2 separate regions of the Ovis aries genome follow, and region 2 is linked to region 1. Evidence: chromatin contacts called from public Hi-C data. All regions are on one chromosome and are shown on one strand. The core of a region is the stretch at or near the end of the contact, and the rest is flanking DNA. Distances in the headings are between cores, read along the strand shown.

Region 1 (4,958 bases), core at 662-3,161:
TGAAAATGAGGAGTTAGATAGACTTGAAAGGGGTCTCAGAGCTCATCTGACCTGACACCTTCTCTTTTACAGAGAAGTGACTTTTTCATGACGGCACAGTGAGTAAGTAGCAGAACTCATGGTAGAACCAGGTGTCTTGGCTCCTAACTCAGGGCTCTTTAGGGGCACATCAGACCCTCAAAACCCTTCTTCCACTGGCCAGAGTGGCTGATCTTCAAAGGCTGCATGACGGGGTCTTCCCTGGTGGTCCAGTTGCTAAGAATTCACGCCCCCAATGCAGGGGGTCCAGGTTATATTCCTGGTCAGGTAACTAGATCCCACATGCTGCAACTAAGACAGTCAAATAAATAATTTAAAAAAAAGAAAAAAGGCTGCATAATGACCAAGCTGCAGAGCCTTGGCAGGGCAGCTGTCAAACCCCAGTTCAGTGGCTCCATTGAAGGCTAGCGGGGGGCTCCATCCACCATCCACAGCCTCCACTGGGCTGCACCATCCCCCTCCAGTGACTGGGAGAGGGGCAAACAGGAAATTCCAAAGGCTACTTTTCCAGTCGGACTTCCCTGGCGGCTCAGGAGACCCAGGTTTGATCCCTGGGTCAGGAAATGGCAACCTACTCTAGTATTCTTGCCTGGGAAATCCTATGGACAGAGGAGCCTAGCAGGCTATATAGTATGGGGTCACAAAGAGTCAGACACGACTGAGCAACTCAACAATAACAAGTTTTCTGATCATGTAGCTCCCTTCACCATAGTCCCCAAAAGGAATATAATAACCTCTACTACCCAGATTATCATATAATGTTTAAATAATGTCTTACAATATCCTGGGCTCTTCTAGGTCTGTCACCTTGCTTGCTCATCACAGTAGTCCTATGAGGTAGGTCATAGTCAGGGCAGCTCTTATTATTTTCATTTTACTGCAGAGAAACTCAAAAGAATGAGAGACAGTGGGACTTATCCACAGCAGAGGGGGGCACTCAGGTCCATACCTGAGTCTTTGGGCTTTGTCTACATTATATACCATCCTAAACCCTGACACTTGGTGGGTAGAACCCTCCTCCAGCCCCTAACCTCTGCACTTGTTCGGCCTAATTCTCTGGGCAGGAATGAAATAGAGAATGGAATTTCACATCCCCCTGGACCGCATGACTTGGTGGTTGTCCTTGCTGGGAGTCACGCATGCCTAGTTCTTCCTGGATGACCATACCTCGCTTCAACAAAAGAAATCAAATGAGTTTGGTTGTTGATTAAACCGAGTCACCTGTTGAGAAGCTGCAGCTTACTGAGACACTCTGTCTAGCGAAGGGTCCAACCCCAAAGAATGTCGTTCTGTGTCTGTTGACACAAAGGAAACCGCTGCCAGGACGCAGCATGATGTTGGTAATTACCCAAGCAGTGAAAAATGAAGCTATTCCAAGAAGGGGTATTTCATTTCCATCTTAGCTCAGTTACAATCTGAGCCTTTCAGACATAACAGTAATTACTAGAATCTAATTGCAGTCAAGTCCAGGAATGCAAAGCACGCCATAGAGGTTGTAAATGCCATCTTCATGTGATTGATGAAGGCAAAATTTTATTAATTTGCTGAGATGAGCTGGGCAGCACGTGATTTCAGCATATCCCCTGGCTGGAAAGCTGTCTGAGGCTGGAACAGATTCATGTTTGTGGGTTTTCATAGCCCCTTTTATGTCCTTGCCCAGCACATTGTGCTTCAAGAGATACCCAGCTGCTGTGGAAAATCAAGCAAATTTATGTTGCGTGAGATGACTGAGTTCACTCTCGGGGGTGGCAGTGGTTGTTTTCTCCCTCATTACTGAGCTGGGCTACGCACTTTGATTTCCAAAGCCCTGTTATCACGGGAAACCAGTGGGGCGGAACTGCCTCTTTCCTACCGCACTGCTTCTGCTGGTGCAACCCGGGGACACGGCGGCTTTTGGCAGAGGAGCGAGCCGCCTGCGTCACTTCTCACAACCTGAGTGCATGAGCAGAATTCATTTATTGCCAAGGGACGAGGCGGGAAGAGAAGGTCAGCTATTGCCACCAACCCAGAGACGGGGAGGATGGTCTCCTAGTCTCCAGGGACACCATTGCATCTGTAAGAATGTTGGCTGTGGAGCCAGAGGACACGGCTGGGGACCTTTGCTGAGCCTCACTAGTAGACCCACAGGCTCGGAGGAGGTGAGTGTGGCTGTCTCAGAGCCGAGATCAGGCCGTACCTGCCTGCTCCCTTCTTTAGAGACAAGGTATCAATATCACAGATGTAACCCTGTCACCACTGCTGTCAGCCAGACACGGGCAGAAGGTTAAAAAATGATCAACACAGGAGGAGAGTGGGGTGTCCTGCCTTTGTCTCCTCCTTTCTTCCTAGTTCACTTTTGCTTCCTCTTTGTCATTGGATTCACAGACTTTCCCCAGATTGTCCCTTCTTATAACTGAAGAGAACATGGCCCCTTGGAACAGGCAACCTGAAGAAAAAGTTGTTAAGGCCATATGGAGATACAAAACGGAGCTTAGAGGGTTGGCATGCCCTGCTCAGGATGGTGCAGTCACCCCCTAAAGATGCCCTGTTCTTTTCTCACATACTATTTATATGTGCCTCAGTTTTCCCCATCTGTGAACTGGGGGTGATAACAGTGTTCTCTTACACTTTGTTGTGAGGATTGAGTTATATGAATTACTTTGAATGTGCCTTGTACAGAATAAACATTATAGGTAAGTTGATTTTTATTATTACACATGTTTCTTAAAAAAAATCCAGGTAACGTATCTACCTTTAAAATTGTTGAGGATTATTTTGATTTGATAATTTTATAAAACTCATTAAAGCAACTATAAATGTTTCATGATGTTGTATTAGCGGTGTTAGGGGTTTCCAGTGTGTGTCCATTGGGCAATTAGTTAATCTCAAGTGATTTTCAAGTTGGAGGTTGAAAGACCACTATCCTGTCAGTCAGAAGAGCAGGGTACAAGTCTTGAGTCTTTCACCACTTAGCTGTGTGGTCTTGAGCAAGTCACTGAACCTCTCTGAGCTTTTGTTTTCTTCCCCATGAAGTGAAGACTGTGCTATTTGCCCAGTTTTCCCCATAAGGTTGTTGTGAGAATGAAACGAGGTGTCAGTGTCTTGCAGGCTGTAAGTACTGAACATGTACAGGGATTCTTGTTAACCTAATAACAAAGGCCACATCTTAAGCTTGTCATTCCTTAATGTCCTTCTGGTCAACCATCATCAATTCAGTCCCCTGCAGTAGCCAGTGCAGTGTGAAGGGTGAGGAACCAAAGAAGGTGGGAATGAGGGGGACAAGCCAGCACCAGCTTGTCCTCCTCACTAGGTTCTTAGCTGCTGCTGCAGACTGCCGATAGCTCACACCCAGGCCAGGAGACTGAAACCAGGAGCCAGGCGAAGTGTGGTGGGAGATGCGCAACCTAGGTGGCAGGCTGCAGAAAAAGAGAGAAGGCTGTGGGGCGAATCATCACGCAGTGGTTGGTGTTCTGCCTCTGGCCCCTGTGGTCCTGGATTCGTATCCTGGCTCCACTATAGACCAGCTGAGTGAGTCTGGGGAAACTGATGAACCTCTCTGAACCTCAGTTTCTTCATCTTTAAAATGGAGAACCATAACAATACCCAGCTCCTTGAGCTACAATGAGGATGAAATGGCATAACTCATGTTATGTGTTCAGTCTTGTACCAATGATACCAAGTGAAACTGAAACTGTGAGCTTCTTGAGGGTAGGGGAGCCAGGTATTATTCACCTTTATATTTCCAGCGCCAAGCACACTGCCTGACACAAGCCAATGCCCAATAACTAGAGTTGGAACAAAAGTGAACAGGATGATGGGAGGATAAAGGTAGAGCAGAAAAGGGACCAAGAGGAGATGAGACTGGACACGTGGGTTCACACAGAATTCCAGGGTCTTGAATGCCTTGCCAAAGAGTTTGGGTGCCAGAGAGAGTTTTTAATGAGGGAGTGATGACCCGATGAATTTCTAAGGGAGATAACTTTGGAGGATTGCCAAGGATGGGTCTGGAAAGGAGCAGAATCGAAATTACAAGACCATGGCAGAGTCAGTACAGCAGTGGACCTGGGGAGAAGAGGTCAGTTTCCAGAAACATTTTGGTTGAGTTCAACTGGTGATTAATTGTATATAGGAGAAGCAGGAGAGTCAGTATTCTAGGAACATCAGCAAGTCATGGGATGCCATGTCTCCCTCCAAGGGATCTTCCCCATCCAGGGACTGAACCCACATCTCCTGTGTCTCCTGCATTGCAGGCAAATTCTTTACTGCTGAGCCACTGGAGAAGCCCTTGGCTATACCACAGACAGCTTGAAAAAGGAAGCTTTTCTGGATTTAGCAATAAAACTCCCTCCTATTCTGAGACATGATGTGATGGGTTGGGCCATGGTCTTAGACCATTTAATCCGGCCTTCCTGTTACAGTTCTTGACTAAGTAAGGTGCTAAAAGAGGAATGTCTGATCATATCAAGTTCTGATAGAACCCAAATGATAGAGGTTGAGTTTCACCCCAAATTTTCTTAAAAGGATCGCTGATGTCCGTTTCACCTGGCCAATGATTTAGTAGGCAGGAAAACAATTTGAACAAATAACGATTGAGCACATACTATGGGTCAGGTACTTAGCTAAATGCTGGGCTTGAATTTACTCATCTAATCTACACAGCGTCCCTTTGAGGTGGTTAAATTCACTGTCACAGACATACACGTTTGATCCTGCTCATACTATATTCTCTCCATGTTACAGGTGAGGAAACATGTACAGAGAATCTCAGTAACTTACCCAAGGTCACACAGCTAATATGTGTCAGAGACAGGATTTGAACCCAGGCTATCTGTTTTCAGAGTTGCTGCTCCTAGCCACCCCATTGTCCTGCCTCAAATCCGTGTTGTGCTGCTTTGGGGCATAGAGCAGAATAGAGACGCTCACAGGAATTGTTTAAACAT
Region 2 (4,958 bases), core at 1,442-3,941, 100 kb after region 1:
TGCATCCATGGGGTTGCAAAGAGTCGGACACGACTGAGAGACCAAATAACAACGACGACAAGAGGGAAACAGAGCAGAGTGCTCTCTCCCTCCCTCCCTCCGTCCCTCCCTTTCTCTGTCACGTAAGGACACAACAAGAAGGCAGCCGATTGCAAGCCAGGAGGAGAACTCTCACCAGGAACCAAATTGGCCAGCACCTTGAACTTGGACTTCCCTGCCTCCAGAACTGTAAGAAATAAATGTCTGTTGTTTAAACCACCCAGTCTGTGGTGCTTTGTTATAGCAACCTGAGCAGACCAATACAGAAAAGAAGCGTAAATGGGTCCTGTCCAGGTTTTTTTATTCATGTGAACTGGACTTTTCACCTTGAAACTGGTTTTGGAAAGAGATTTTTCCTGTGGGAGTATAAAACATGACTTCCAGCAGGTTGCCAGCTGCCGCTTCTGGGAAAGGGCTGATGTTGTCCCTGTGTTTATTTTTGCAATGAGTATGTGCAATGGCCACAGTTCTCCTCCTCCCTACGGGTTTCCAAATTGCATTTTCTTCTAGATAATAATGAGCAAGCTGATAAATATCAGCCCTGGACCTGAGAGGGGAAGGGGGCGATTTCATCCCATGTCTAAATCCATGCTGCCATCTAGTGGATCCTGCCCACCACCACCCCCGCCTCACCCCACCACCAAGACAGAAACAAGGATTTTGTGCTGTTGACCAGAAACTTCGATGCAAATTTGCCTGGCAAACCCTAGGAAGGTGAGCATCAGCTGTGTGTCAGGTCGTGAGCTGAGCAGTTTATACATTCTGTGTTAATTCGCAGCCCCAGGCAGGGGAAGTACCATGCATTTTTCAGATGAGGAAAAGGGCTCAGAGAAGTGAAGAACCTGCTTCACTGGAAGAACCACTGAATGGATAAATGAATGAACAAACCAGTAAAGGTGTGCAGGTTTAGTTTATGCGCACCGTTTTCAGAGTTATAGAATGTGGGCACTGCATTCAGACAGACACAGAGATGAGTAATCCTGGGGGCGCGGGGGAAAGATGGCTGGAACAGCTAATGTTTAGTCCTGCTTCTGCAGAAATCCTCCGCCAGGCTCCAGTAGAATATCACCTGATTATAGGGCCTTTGCTGCTCTGTCTCTCCTCTCCTCTGACTTGTGACGTGAGCCCAAAGCCAGCTGGTGAGCCACTCTGATTCTTCCCTTAGGAACTGGAACTAGCAAAGGGTTCCTGTGAGAGGGAACCCGACGTGACTCTCTAGGGGGAACCTGAACTGAGTCGACAGTCTAGGGAGAAAGGCAGGAGGTGTGCAGGTGTGTGGAGTGAGAGGAAGTGGGGGGGGGGGACCAGCTGCCTGGGCTCCTTGTGGCTTCCAGGCCCTGGTGCCAATGGGCCTGAGGCCCATGAGGGGACATATGACGTGTCTAAAAATCCTCCTCTGTTCCAAGGGCCTCTGGTGGGGCGGCAATCTCAGGACTCTGGCCACCCCACCCCAAAGGGGACAGAAACAGACAAGCAACCCACACCAGCCAATCACATTTGCTCTCCAAGGAACAAACATGATTGGAGAGAACAAATGTGGTTGGACCCAAGTGTCCAGTGGCAGCGCCACATTCCTTTCCTCCTAAAGCCCTAGATGCCCCCTTTGTTTCTTTCTCTTGCATTAGTTCCTACTCTCTGTAACCACCAACCCTACCATCATCCCCTCTTGTTATTTAAGTGAGCTGCTTTGAGTGGCCTCTTTCCCCCACCAACAAGAAGAGCCCCTAGAACATGTGATCTTCCAGCTTGGTGTCATGGATGCATTTTCTGGATTCCTTTCTAGCCAGTTTGCCTCTGGTCGCTGTACTTGGATGTGCTGATGCTAGGCTGTGGATGGGATGGAAGCCCTCTCTCTTTGGGGCATCACCTATGGAGGGGCCGAGTCCTTGACCTCATCTGAAGTGGCAGATGTGATGCTGCCTGGGAGAGAGATGGTTGGCCCTCACTAGAAAAGAATCACCCTCTTCCCAAAATTGCCCCCTAGCCATACTCACCCCCATCAGTTTTGTAGAGCCCTGCAGATTCAGGGCTCAGCAGTGAGAGATGAGTCCTAAATAGGATGGAAAACTATGACTATGGTAATTATGACTCTCATCTGAGAAAAATTTCCCCTCTATCATCTTGATTGTTTTCTCCCACCCATGAGAACATGTCTCCATCTACCGGATGATGAGACAGGCTCAGAGCGGTTGAGTAATATTCCCAAGGTCACATATCTGGGTGGTGACAGGCTCAAGATGTCATTGAAAGGAAAAAGCCAGGGTGAGGCACCAGTACAGCCTTCACTTATAGTGAGAGGGAAACTTTAATGCAGTGATGATGTCTGTCTTCCTCCTGCTCCCCAAGAAACCAGGCCCCTGCAGGCACTAGATCCTGCCTGAATCCCTTGGCCATAGTGTAGGGCACAGGTTATTTGGCTGAGGGGGTGGAAGGTTCCCCATCACACTTGAAATCTCTGCTTCTCTCAGGACTAACAATCTGTTGATGGAGCAGTCATGATGCAAATATCTGGTTTCACCCTCTGTCAGATTTGCTGTTCCATCTAGCTCAAACAAGTTACCGCTGGAGAGAATGAACGTCAGTCCCCCACCCATGGGCTGTTTCCTCTGTTCACCCTCTACACTGATGCCCTGAGAGTACAAGCTGCTAATCTGATTGGCTGAGGTCCAGGACATTCCCTGGGCCTTGCATCATCAGTGGTTGAGACTCCATGCTCCCACTGCAGGGGGCACAGGTTGGATCCCTGGTTCAGGGGAACTAAGTGTCATGGATGCATTTTCTGGATTCCTCTCTAGTCACTTGGCCTCTGGTTGCTGCACCTGGATGTGCTGATGCTCGGCTGTGGACGGGATGGAAGTCCAGTGACAAAAAAAAAAAAAAAGCCTGCCTTCATGAGCAGATATCACTAGGCTCTTCTTTCCTACCTCTTCCATGTGGGTAACTAAGTGGGCAGACAAACCAGAAGCAGCAGGGGGCTTCAGTCATACCTTCAGCCCAACTCTGAATGTTCCAAAGCAGCTTTCCTTCTAGCTCAGCTATCAGTGATTTTTCCTGTTTATCTGGCGGTGTGTTAGTAAATGTTTAACAACCAACTTTTTATGGAGGTTGGAAAGGGTAGAGAGGACAAGAACAATCTGCATTTGTACATTTGCCAATTTCCATAGTGTAAATACTCTCACTGTGGCCAGTTTCAAACCATCAACACGGACGTTACTCAGAAGGAATGTAACATTAGTACACTGTTATACAGTATTTCCACCATACAGACCCAGGAGCCATAAATACCTTTAAGAGCACGGGTAATTGTGAAATGGAGCAAATAATTAGGGAGTGCTGAATTTTGAATATTTATTACCTTCATTTTTAATATTGTTTGCTTGTAAGTTGATAAAAGTTAATTTTTAACAAGGGCTGTTTTTACAACCGGCTTACAAAATTCCTCAAAATTTAACCATTGGCTTTCATGAGCTGTTCCAGCTGGCTCCAGCATGAGCCAGCCTGCATTTATCTATTATTCCGTGCATATGGTGTTTGCTTCACCTGGACCCTTATCTTGTTTTCAATTGCCAAGCATCCTTCTCTTTGCTATACAGCCTCTTCCATTCCATTCTGTTCAGGACGGACTGAGAATCACAGGACCTGCCTCCTCCACCATCCTGATAACAGGACGTGTGGCCAAAGCCATGGGATGAAGGGACAAGCGATGGGGCTGAGTGTGGGCATTCCTGGGACCTTGACTGTGATACCATAAGACTGTCAACTCATCTTCAACATTGGGAGACAACTCAGCCCACTCCCAAACTATGTCCTCCCGGTATTGAACCTAACGTTTCCTTCTGGTGACTCACTAGGGCTTCCCCTATGTCTGTGCTATGAACACTGCAGGAAGGCCTGGGAGAACCTTGATAAGCCTGACTTCTAATCCTCACTCTGCCGTTGCCTAGCCCTGTGCCCAGGGGTGGCGGAGGGTGTAAGTCACTACACCTTTCAGAGTCTCTGTCCCCTCATTTGTAAAACATGCCAAGGATGGTTCCTATATCACAAGGTGCTAGTAAGAATTATTATTTTTTGCCATGCCACAGGGTTTTCTGGACCTTAGTTTCCTGACCAAGGATTGGACCCATGCCCCGTGTGGTGAAAGCATGGAGTCCCAGTACTACTAAGAAGTAGACTGTTCATGTTAACTGCCTCCCTCTGTGCCCAGGATGCACTTAATTGGTGGCCAGTTTTATGAGTTTGGATGGATGGGGGTGGGGGGCAAAGGAGGCTCTGGGGAAGAAATGGGAAATGGGCCCCCAGGCAGCTCTGCCCTCCTTGAGCTTGCTACTGAGTTTTCCTGACTCTCATTAAGAGTCCCCAGCTCCCCTCACTGGACTTGCCAGCCTGAAGTTTTCTAGAACAAGGGAGCTTCTCTTGCATCAGCCAGCTTGGGGTAATGGGAATCTAGCTTCCTCCTAGTGAGGGAAGACAGGACCTGGAATGCCCAGGATGGGAGAACTCCCAGGGGTTGTGAATTCTGGGGTTGTGAACTGCCACAGTTGTGAATTCTGGGGGACTGTCCAGACTTTGCTCACCCTATACTGGGTTTTGGAAACACTGAAATTCGTTGCTAAGGTTTAGAAGCTGGAGGCTTTGGCCTGACATTGGGCCCACACTCCTGGCTGTGGGCAGCAGTGGCTGAAATGCCCCTGTAGTCAGGCAGCAGCTCTGTGGCTGGCCAGCCTCTGCCTGGCTCCCGGTACCCATGCCCAGGATCTCCAGCTGGGCTTCACAGACATGCACATTTGTGTCCTCAAGTTGGTGGTCGCTGCACAAACTCTGGGGCAAGTGTATGTAGCCTCTGGGGCTCCACCACCCCATCATCATCAGGTGATAACCTCCTGCTATTAAGGATAAACCATCTCTGCTTCCATCCAAAG

Evidence for each region. Hi-C and Micro-C count contacts between places; a contact is called where the count stands out from the background.
Region 2: a contact with region 1 is called in a Hi-C map of liver, with 4 times the contacts expected there. The contact joins two enhancer-like sites. A contact is called at or near these places in 3 of 16 Hi-C or Micro-C datasets (liver, mixed tissues and tail adipose tissue).

Annotation. Positions count from the first base shown.
Region 1 is chr15:63,031,005-63,035,962 of ARS-UI_Ramb_v3.0, forward strand. All of the region lies in intron 11 of KIAA1549L (KIAA1549 like), which reads left to right. Among named protein-coding and RNA genes, the nearest start is that of C15H11orf91, 110 kb to the right of the region's middle. Within about 2 kb of position 1,912, at least 10 of the 54 cell types and tissues checked have an H3K27ac peak or open chromatin away from gene starts, as enhancers often do. A contact at or near this core is called in liver, where this site is marked.
Region 2 is chr15:63,131,095-63,136,052 of ARS-UI_Ramb_v3.0, forward strand. No RefSeq gene overlaps it. Among named protein-coding and RNA genes, the nearest start is that of C15H11orf91, 7.6 kb to the right of the region's middle. Within about 2 kb of position 2,692, at least 7 of the 54 cell types and tissues checked have an H3K27ac peak or open chromatin away from gene starts, as enhancers often do. A contact at or near this core is called in liver, where this site is marked.